Linked DNA regions of Mus musculus: all the other regions are linked to region 1. The links are chromatin contacts, called in public ChIA-PET and promoter capture Hi-C maps. All regions are on one chromosome and are shown on one strand. Each heading gives the region's core, a stretch centred on a gene start, on an enhancer-like site or on the middle of the called end of the contact. The rest is flanking DNA. Distances are from core to core; before and after follow the strand shown. Region 1 holds the start of Ddx25 (DEAD box helicase 25). Region 2 overlaps St3gal4 (ST3 beta-galactoside alpha-2,3-sialyltransferase 4). Region 3 overlaps Fam118b (family with sequence similarity 118, member B).

What was found. Promoter capture Hi-C pulls out the DNA fragments that hold promoters and counts their contacts. ChIA-PET counts read pairs in DNA pulled down with a chosen protein or histone mark.
Region 2: an RNA polymerase II ChIA-PET map of memory CD8 T cells shows a contact between it and region 1, with 18 read pairs. The contact joins the enhancer-like site here to the promoter of Ddx25 in region 1. A contact is called at or near these places in 4 of 39 promoter capture datasets (the 3T3-L1 cell line, 3T3-L1-derived adipocytes, the C10 cell line and 1 more), 1 of 484 Hi-C or Micro-C datasets (the HPC-7 cell line), 3 of 115 datasets of contacts at active chromatin or transcription factors (effector CD8 T cells, memory CD8 T cells and stem cell-derived neural progenitor cells) and 2 of 9 other capture datasets (adipose tissue and liver).
Region 3: a promoter capture Hi-C map of pre-B cells shows a contact between it and region 1. The contact joins the enhancer-like site here to the promoter of Ddx25 in region 1. A contact is called at or near these places in 13 of 39 promoter capture datasets (the C10 cell line, the HPC-7 cell line, cranial neural crest and 9 more), 1 of 15 datasets of contacts at CTCF or cohesin (large pre-B cells), 13 of 115 datasets of contacts at active chromatin or transcription factors (the 230-238 cell line, the SCID.adh cell line, acute myeloid leukemia and 9 more) and 3 of 9 other capture datasets (adipose tissue, liver and pancreatic islet).

Annotation. Positions count from the first base shown.
Region 1 is chr9:35,556,933-35,559,816 of GRCm38.p6, forward strand. Ddx25 (DEAD box helicase 25) reads right to left here and starts at 1,538. Exons shown (of 12, transcript NM_013932.4): 1 at 1,406-1,538; 2 at 753-819; 3 at 450-497. The coding sequence starts at 1,468. Pus3 (pseudouridine synthase 3) reads left to right here and starts at 1,628. Exons shown (of 5, transcript NM_023292.5): 1 at 1,628-1,801; 2 at 2,371-2,585.
Region 2 is chr9:35,060,369-35,063,252 of GRCm38.p6, forward strand. All of the region lies in intron 1 of St3gal4 (ST3 beta-galactoside alpha-2,3-sialyltransferase 4), which reads right to left. Among named protein-coding and RNA genes, the nearest start is that of Gm51705, 7.0 kb to the left of the region's middle. Within about 2 kb of position 1,358, at least 55 of the 459 cell types and tissues checked have an H3K27ac peak or open chromatin away from gene starts, as enhancers often do. A contact at or near this core is called in the HPC-7 cell line, adipose tissue, memory CD8 T cells and 1 more, where this site is marked.
Region 3 is chr9:35,246,196-35,249,079 of GRCm38.p6, forward strand. All of the region lies in intron 1 of Fam118b (family with sequence similarity 118, member B), which reads right to left. Among named protein-coding and RNA genes, the nearest start is that of Fam118b, 20 kb to the right of the region's middle. Within about 2 kb of position 1,401, at least 6 of the 459 cell types and tissues checked have an H3K27ac peak or open chromatin away from gene starts, as enhancers often do. A contact at or near this core is called in pre-B cells, where this site is marked.

The DNA of each region.
Region 1 (2,884 bases), core at 288-2,787:
GACATCAAACCTCCCGGATGACAGCTAATTAACTGTTATCTCCTACTGAGCAACAGTACATATCAACCAACAGCAGCTTGTTCTCATCTTCCTGACAAAAGGAAGTCCGAGAAGGAATGCCACAGCACCGAGGATTCCCTCCTTTTACCAAGACCCAGTTTCTTATGCTCTGTTGTGCAAACCCTTGACCACGTGCAGACCGACATCTAATTGCAATATCTTCCTAGCCAAACCGAAAATTCTTAATCTACACCTTGCAGTTTTCATTTCAACGTAGTCTAAAGGAATGCACCCCCCTCCTAATTCAGTACTCCCCCCCCATAGTATTCATTCAAAAAGAAAACAAAGATAGTGCTTTCCCAAGGAAATTAATCCTTTTAGCACAGTCAAAGCGATGGTAAACCAAGCAGCAGAGCTAATAGGTACATTCAGTCGAGCTTGTCTCCTACCTACATCGTCTTCATCATCATCATCATCTTCCGTGTTAAGAGAGCCGTCTATGAGGGTAAAAGGGAAAATAAGAAGCATAAAGAAAAATGTTGAGTGGAAACATACAATGCATTCTCAGAACGTCTCACAGACGCTACAGTGTATGCAAACAGAGCCATCTCCTGCAAGAGTAAAGCGATGTGCCTGAGGAGGTGGAGGATTTTCAGTGGAGAGGAAGGAAGCCAAAGCTATTTCATGGCAGATACATGGGGAAAGCAAAGGTGTTAATTAAGCCAGTCTTGCTTTAGCCTAACAACACTCACCTATGTTTGGGACTGTGGTACTCCTAATACCACGAAGGTTCTTCCTGGGATGGACGAGATTTGAAAACTATTGAAAGGCACAAAATTCAACCAAGGTTAGGAAGCAGGACATCAAGCAAGAAGCATGGCGCTATCCTACAGCAAGGGGAGGGAAGACCACCTCAAACTGCTTCCTTTGCAATGTTAAGGGTTAATGATTTCATTATAAGAATCTGTGTAATTGTATGAATTCTCATATAATAGAATGGGGGCTTCCATAGTCTCTCTTTATAAGGGCTCTTAGTTTGAATATGGGCAGCATCTGGGTGATGGGTGGTTTACAACTACAAGGGGAAGGTGGCTATGAAGATGAGAAGCCTGCTAAATGGTCAAAACCAGGATAGGAGAAAACTCAGTACAGATAGGACTAGCAGCTGCGCACTCTCTCTGTATTTCCTGAGGGGGTCTCTGCCCTTTCAAATCAAAGGTCGGTCCTTTCTGGGAGTCTCCTTTTCTGTGGCCTTTCCAGCCCAGCCCCCCATCACTTGACACCCCCCATCACTTGACACCCCGCTCTAAACGCCGGCCGGGCGCTCCCCTTCCCAGGGGACTTCCCTCGGGAGTCCCTGTTCTAGCCCCCGCCCCTGGGCCCTCCCCTGCTCAGCGGCAGTTACGTGGCTGTTCAGCCGCTCGCTCTCCGCCGCCCCGGCGTCGCCTCCCCAAAGTAACGACGCCATAGCTGCGGTCTCCGCTCTCGCCCCTGGCACGTGCTGCCACCCCCGCGCGGGGCAGCGCCGGCTCGGCTCAGTGGCCAATGGTCAGGCTCCGGGACCGGCGTCCGCCTCGCGACCACCCGTGGCGCGGCGCAGTGCGCAGGCGCGGGCCCGGCGCGGGGCGGGCGGAGGGAGAGAGGTGCGGGGCGCAGCTGTGCGGGACACCCGCGAGCTTTCCGTTTGACCAGCCGGCCATCCGCACAGCAGAGAGAAAGTGGGCACGGAGGCGGTACACACACCGCGCTGCAGGCTCTCGTGCGGGTATCTCTCCCGACAGCCCCGCTTGGGCATCACCAGGTGTGAGGTTGCACAGTGGAGGGAGAGATGGGCTTGACCAGAGGTTCAGAAGGAAAACAGAACTCAAGTGCGGACATGTGTCCAGGATACCTGTGATGTGCCCACATACACGCATATTTTAATTTTTATTCTAAGGAGGGGTCTCCTTTTAAAGCAATCTGGACCACCACTATCTATATCTATGACATGTATTGCACAGCTCTGGGGTAGCTCTTTGGTCCAACCTTATGCTAAGTTTGGACCAAAGAACCAGGATTTTCAGTTTTCTGACTGGAATTTTAAGACTTGGGGCAACATTTCTATAATTGTCAAAAGCAGAAACTCAAAACTGGAGCCATGATCTCTCCGTGGTGCTGAAGCAGAATTCCTTGGCCCTGTTCTGTCGCAATCTTTCAGTGTTTTCAGGTCAAAGCATTTCCCTTTAACCCTTACATTTACATTCTAGTAGTAAATGTTTCGACTCTCAAGGTTAAATTTCTGTTAATTAAACGATGTTGGGACAGGATCTTCAATCTCTTAGTTTTCATATAGGATAGCCAGCATTTGAAAATCTTTTTTTCTCATTTTAGACCAGACTATATTTCTCGTATTGGCTTGCGGTAAAGAGGAAGCTGCATCAGAAACCTGCGCATGCGGTGGGCTTCGGCTAAAAGCCCACACCGTGCCTTCCGAACTACATTTCCCAGAACCGTCGGCGCACGCTTGGTGAAGCCGCGCATGCTTACTGAAGACGGAAAGCCATAGCTTCCGGCTAGCCGCATGGCCGCCTACTGAGGACCGGAAGGTGAGTTAAACTCTGAGTTGGGCATCTTTGAGTTCTAGAGAGGAATGAACAGATGGAGGCTGAACTGCTACCTTCTGCCCTGGTATTTAAGTGTTTAAGAAGGCCTTGGTGTATGAAATGGGACTTAGGACAACGCATATCGTGTCGTGCCTGGAACTTCTAGCAGCTAGGAAATCCCATCGGCGGGGCTTAGAGTCTGTAACTAGTTTAGAGGGCCTCTACTACATCAAAATTGCTCAAATATGAACAGTGGAAGCCCATTAATTATGCTATGGAAGGAAGGGGTGGCGGGAAACTTT
Region 2 (2,884 bases), core at 108-2,607, 500 kb before region 1:
CCCCCATCCCCACACTTGCCCAGGTTTTTCTGCACTAGGATACCTCATATGGTTTAAATGTGAGCCCTTACGTTCATGCATTGAAAACTTGATCCTGAATGTGTGGTATTGGGAGACGGGACCTATAAGGAGATGTGTAGGGCTCAGTAATAGAAAACCTGTCTAGCGTTCCTTTCTCAGTACTTTGGGCAGAGAGTTCTGCCCTCATGAGTGAACCAGTGTCCTCCCCTTGCACCCCCCACACACAGAGGAATGGATTCTGTAAGCTGGAAATGGAGTTATTATAATAAGACAAATTTGGCCTCTCACCCTCTCCCCTACTTCCACTCTCTGCCCCTCCTTCTGCCTCCATCTGTCCGAAGATGAATCAGCCAGAAGGCCTCATCTTGGATTTTGCATCCTCCATAACCATGATCTAAATGAACGTCTATTCATTATACAGTATCCAGGCTACAGAATTTGGTTAAAGCAGCACAAAGCAGACTAAGAATGATCTAATCTTGATAAGTAGGGCAAGTACTGTTACAAATACCCGAAAACGTGAAATTACCTTTGGAACCGGCTAGAGAGGAGAGGCTAGAAAAAAATCCGCATGTGCAGGCTAGGAAAAGTTAAGGTGAACAGAGAGTCAGGCAAGGGCTCACATTAGAACTGTAGGGAAAGTCTGGACTTTCTTATACATTACACAAGTGGTGCAGAAACTAGAGTAAAAACCATCCTAGTAATAAAGTGGCTAACAATATGGCTGAATTGTTAGTGCCCTAAAACTTTACAGAATAGGAGGAAAGAGGATATTTGGTGGAAGAAGCTTGGTCACAAAGCACTCAGGATGCTGTGTGGCTTAACTGTCCACCCTAGATTGTGAGTAGAAAGATGTGATTGTAAAGTGGAATCTAGAAATCAAATAAAACAGAACTTAGGGATCTGAAGGGTTCTCAGCCTGAACTCTGCAGAAAATTAAAAGCAATTTCATGAAAGAAAAATGCAGGTGTGGCTAAGTAATCATTTGATAGAGTAGGATAGACAGAGTGAGGTCTGAGTCTATTCACACAGGACAATGGGAGAATGACCCCAAAGGCCCCTTGGAGACTTCTATTGAGGTCCCTCCCATTTCACACCCAGAATGCCAAGCTTCAGAGAGAAAAATAATCAGAAGAGAAGCCAGATCTTGGGGCTTGTTGCCAAGGGCTAAGATAAGCCTTCACACCCTACATTCTTCACAGCCTCCTGCTGTCTCAACCGCTCCTCTCTGGAGAATTTTGACCCATCCTCCTAAAATTACCACAAGACAAGCTGTGGCAGTGGTCACTCAGTGCCAGCTCTGTAGATACAGGATGTAAGAGCAGTGGGGCATGACTTCCTCTGCCTGGATTTCAAAAGATATGATAGCAGCCCGGGACCTGGGCATAGGCAGAGCCAGCAAAGAAGACTTTCAGGAAGGCAAGGCCTAGCAGAACTATGGAGTCAGAACACAATAGAGTCCTAGGAGGTCTAGTGGAACCACAGGGTGGGGTGGAACCATCCACAGGGTGAGGCAGAGCCTTCCATGAGATCTCAGAATTGTCAGGCAACCAGAATGTACACAGACCAGTTACAGTGTACTCTCTTCTTATTACTTCTATTGTCTATCTCACTATTCTAGTGACTAAATAATTCAAAGGCCAAAAAAAAAAAAAAATTGCTATGAGAATGAAGAAATTGTCTCAGGCTACTTGATTACATGGTGAACCTCAAGATTGTATACTGGGAAAACGTGTCTCTAGTTGTGACATGGCTCAGCCCTAGCACACACCTTTAATCCAAGAGCTTTCTGTTTATTGTAAACAAGATTAAATAAAGTCAACCATAGGTCAAGAGGCAGAGCAAGCAACCAGTTAACAGGAAGTGAAGACAGGAAAGTACCATAGAGTGAGAGCAAGTCAGGAGGAGGGAGAGAGAGATGAACAGGAAGTGGAGAAGGAGAAAGGGCTTTTTCCTTCTGGGATGTTGGCTGAAGAGGAAGGTTGGCTGGGTGCTTTCCCAGCTCCTCTGAGCCATCAGGCTTTCACCCCAGCATCTGGCTCCTGGGTCTTCATTTGGTGAATCTAACAACTGGGATTTTATTTTAAAAGCAAAACAACATTTGGTGCTCCAACCTATGGCATGACACCACAGACAGAGAAATCACTCCAGCTGAGGACAAACTGAGAAGACATCTGATTTATTAAGTCACCTAAGAAGTCTTCAAGAAGAGAGTTCAGGATGGGAAATACCATAATACAAGACACTAGGACTCCATATAGTGCTACTTTAGATGGCTTGAAAATACAAGCAGAAAATAAAAGACTAAATGGACTTGACTGAAATTTGCTCAATACCAACTATGATTATTATCATTTGATTATTTCATATTTTATTTTTAATAGCCATAGTAGCTTTCTGTAACCGCTCAAAGGAAAAATATTTATAGAGATACAATAAAAATAAAGCCATGAAAAGTAGATTAATAAGATACAAGCTTTAGAGAGACTCATAAATGAAAATAGGAAAAATATTCAGACACAGAGAAATTTAGACAAGAACCTACCCTGCATGATGAAACTGAAGAAGGGCTGCCCCAGGTTGTTAGAAAACCAACCTTAGTTTATCTAATTACTATACAAGACCTACCAGCAGATGATAGGCACCCCCAAGGTTATGAAGAAATTTCAGGGAATCCTATAGATTTGAGGAGATTTAAGGAAGCGATCATTTCATATGGTATACATCCATCCTGTATGAAGCAGATATTGAATTTATGGTCAACTCAGAACAGAATTATCCACCAAGGCTGGAGAAAATGTGGAAACAGCAATATTGGAAGCTTACAATGGCAAGCATCGTGGAAAGAGGAAGCTAGGGTCAC
Region 3 (2,884 bases), core at 151-2,650, 310 kb before region 1:
TAAGTTCTATTTTATATAATAGAAGTCACTTTCTTTTCTTTTCTTTCTTTCTTTCTTTCTTTCTTTCTTTCTTTCTTTCTTTCTTTTTTTTTTTTTGTTTTTTGTTTTTTGAGACAGGGTTTCTCTGTATAGCCCTGGCTGTCCTGGAACTCACTTTGTAGACCAGGCTGGCCTCGAACTCAGAAATCCGCCTGCCTCTGCCTCTCGAGTGCTGGGATTAAAGGTGTGCGCCACCATTGCCCGGCAGAAGTCATTTTCTGCCTAACATCTATGTTTACAGAGAACCAACCAACCAAAAATAATAACAACAAAACCGATAACTTCTTTCACACAAACCACAATCTCTGGGGATGTGATTTAAAGTAACACTAAGGAAGGCAAACATATTTATGTGCCCTCCCTCCATAAACATGGTTCCAAAAATCCATTACTTAGACAAATTAAACCCAAGTAAAGCCATTGAGCACTGAGAAAGTATAGTAAATGAAACTTAATATAAGTTTTGAATACTGGAATATTCATGATTTAGTGTTCAATTCAAATACTAAGTCAGTTTTGTTTAAAAATTTAAAAATTGCTGGGCAGTGGTAATACAACACATGGGAGGCAGAGGCAGGTGGATCTCTGAGTTTGAGGCATCACAGTCTACAGACAGAGCTCCTGGACAGTCAAGGCTGCACAAAGAAATCTTGCCTCAAACAAACAAACAAACAGACCAAGACAAAACATAGTACTTATTACAAGACATGTACAATCTGTAACTATTAGTTAATTTAATCCCTAAAACCTTAATTGGGTATTATAGATTGACTCTTACATGAAAATCTAAAATTCAAAGTGTTCTAAAATTGAAAACATTTGGACCCCTGATAAGATGCCAACAAGTACAAAACTCTATTCCTGACAACAAATTACAGTAAAAATGCAGGTTCACTAAAAATATTCTTTACAATACCATCAGGCTATGTGTACATAAAAAAAATAAATAAATAAAAACCATGTTTCAGACTTATGCCTCATTTCCAAGATACCACATTGTGTGAACCTAAATATTAAAAAAAACAAGAACAACAACAAAAAACAAAACCCAAACCTGAAATGAAATACTTGTGGTCTCAAACATTTAAGAAAAGGAAGGGGTCTCAACCTGCACGATTAACTTACTTTACGATGAGAAAGCTACAGCACAAAAACCTTTGGTACTTCGTTTCAGAAGGCAAACCACAGCAACTCAGCTTGTAATGCCATGTTCTCAGTAACACCACTGCTAGTTTTTTAGCTTTAAAATATTTCAAGTCCAGAACTAATTTTTTAAGTGCTAAAATTGTAGCAAGCAGATGTACTTGATGGCCATTTCACAATTAGTCATAGTGGCAGTATGCACTATGCAGCCCGCTCAGTGTGGAAGCTGGAAGAACTGTGTGTTACACACTTCTAGCTGCCGCTGGCCACCAACACAGCTCTGGGAAACAGAGAAATGCATCATTTGCTTTGTTGGATTTTCAACCTGACTACTGGTTAATTTCTGATGCTTTTCTCTACAGGACCTTGCTGAAGGCTCATTTCAGGGGTTGAAGTTTAAGGAAACTAAAACACTCAACAGGTTCTGACTGGAATGTTTAGGTCCGCACCGAGAAGCTGAATCAAAAGTAATTCTGTATGTCTTTATCCCAGCTGTTCACCCATTCATCTTAATTTTGAGCAGACTAATGCTCGGTCCTCAATAAAGGGATATGTCACATGAGAAATGTGCCTATCCCAGTGAGTACGTTGTAAAATTGTTCTTAGTCATTGAGTATTGTTTTGGGGCAGCACTTACCCTGAACACTACATAGTGCTGCTAAAGAGCTTCAGAGGTAAGTACGGCAGTCTGGCAGAGAATCCCTAACATGTACCAACTAGTTAGTTCACACGTGAATTATGCTCTGTGACTACTGTTTGAGCTTTCATCTAGGTGGAATTTGCTATGTATAAGAAGTGAGTGGAGTCCTGAGTGAATGTGTGTTGTTTCCTTGGGCACGGCCAGGCCAAGGACTTTTCAGGGACCCCAATGAGAGAAGAAAAGCCTTCCTCAGATGAGGCTCAATGGCAAAGCCTTCCTGGGGTCTAAGTGCAGATGTTAACAACATGTGCAGACAATGTCCACTATAGCTGTCTACCATCAGATATTTATGACCTGAAGACTTCTCTCTGACACAGACTGTTCCTACTGAGATTAACTAAGCTTGCCTCCTTGTTCAGCTGTATGGGATAACTCTTCCGCCCTTGCAGCTCTATAATAATAAACATACTGAGCTGGCTTTAGCTTCTCCATTAGAGAGCCTAGACCATCCAATCCCATCCTTTCTTTCTGTCTCTCTTTTCTTATTTTTGTTTTCCTTTCTGCCCTGGTCGAGTCAATCTCTGAAGCCTTGGACAAGGCAGTGGTAGTAAGTGGAAACAGTTTTCTGTCACATGTAAACAGAGGCATTACCTGTGGCAGTGGGTGTCCTTGTTACTCCAATGACTCTGAAACCACTGAGAAGTCCTTCAAGGCTAACAGAATATATGAAAATCAAAGGCAGATGCTTAGTGAACACTAACAAAAGTGACAGTGGTGTCTTTAACACAATTTCCACGACAAATTTTCCAAATGAGAGAGAATACTTGGCAGGATGGTAATCCCAGATCATGAGTGGTAGAGACAGAAGGATCATGAGTTCAAGGCCAGCTTCAGTTACATAGTGAATTCAAGGCCAACCTGGGTCTGCATGAGAACCTCTATAAAAATTTCAAAACAGACAGCATTTACATTTTGAAACCTGTCATCTTCAGGAAACAGTTGGAGGGGCAAGGTAACTTTCTAAGAAAAATCCTGGGAAAAGGGGATGCGGTGTAAAGAGAG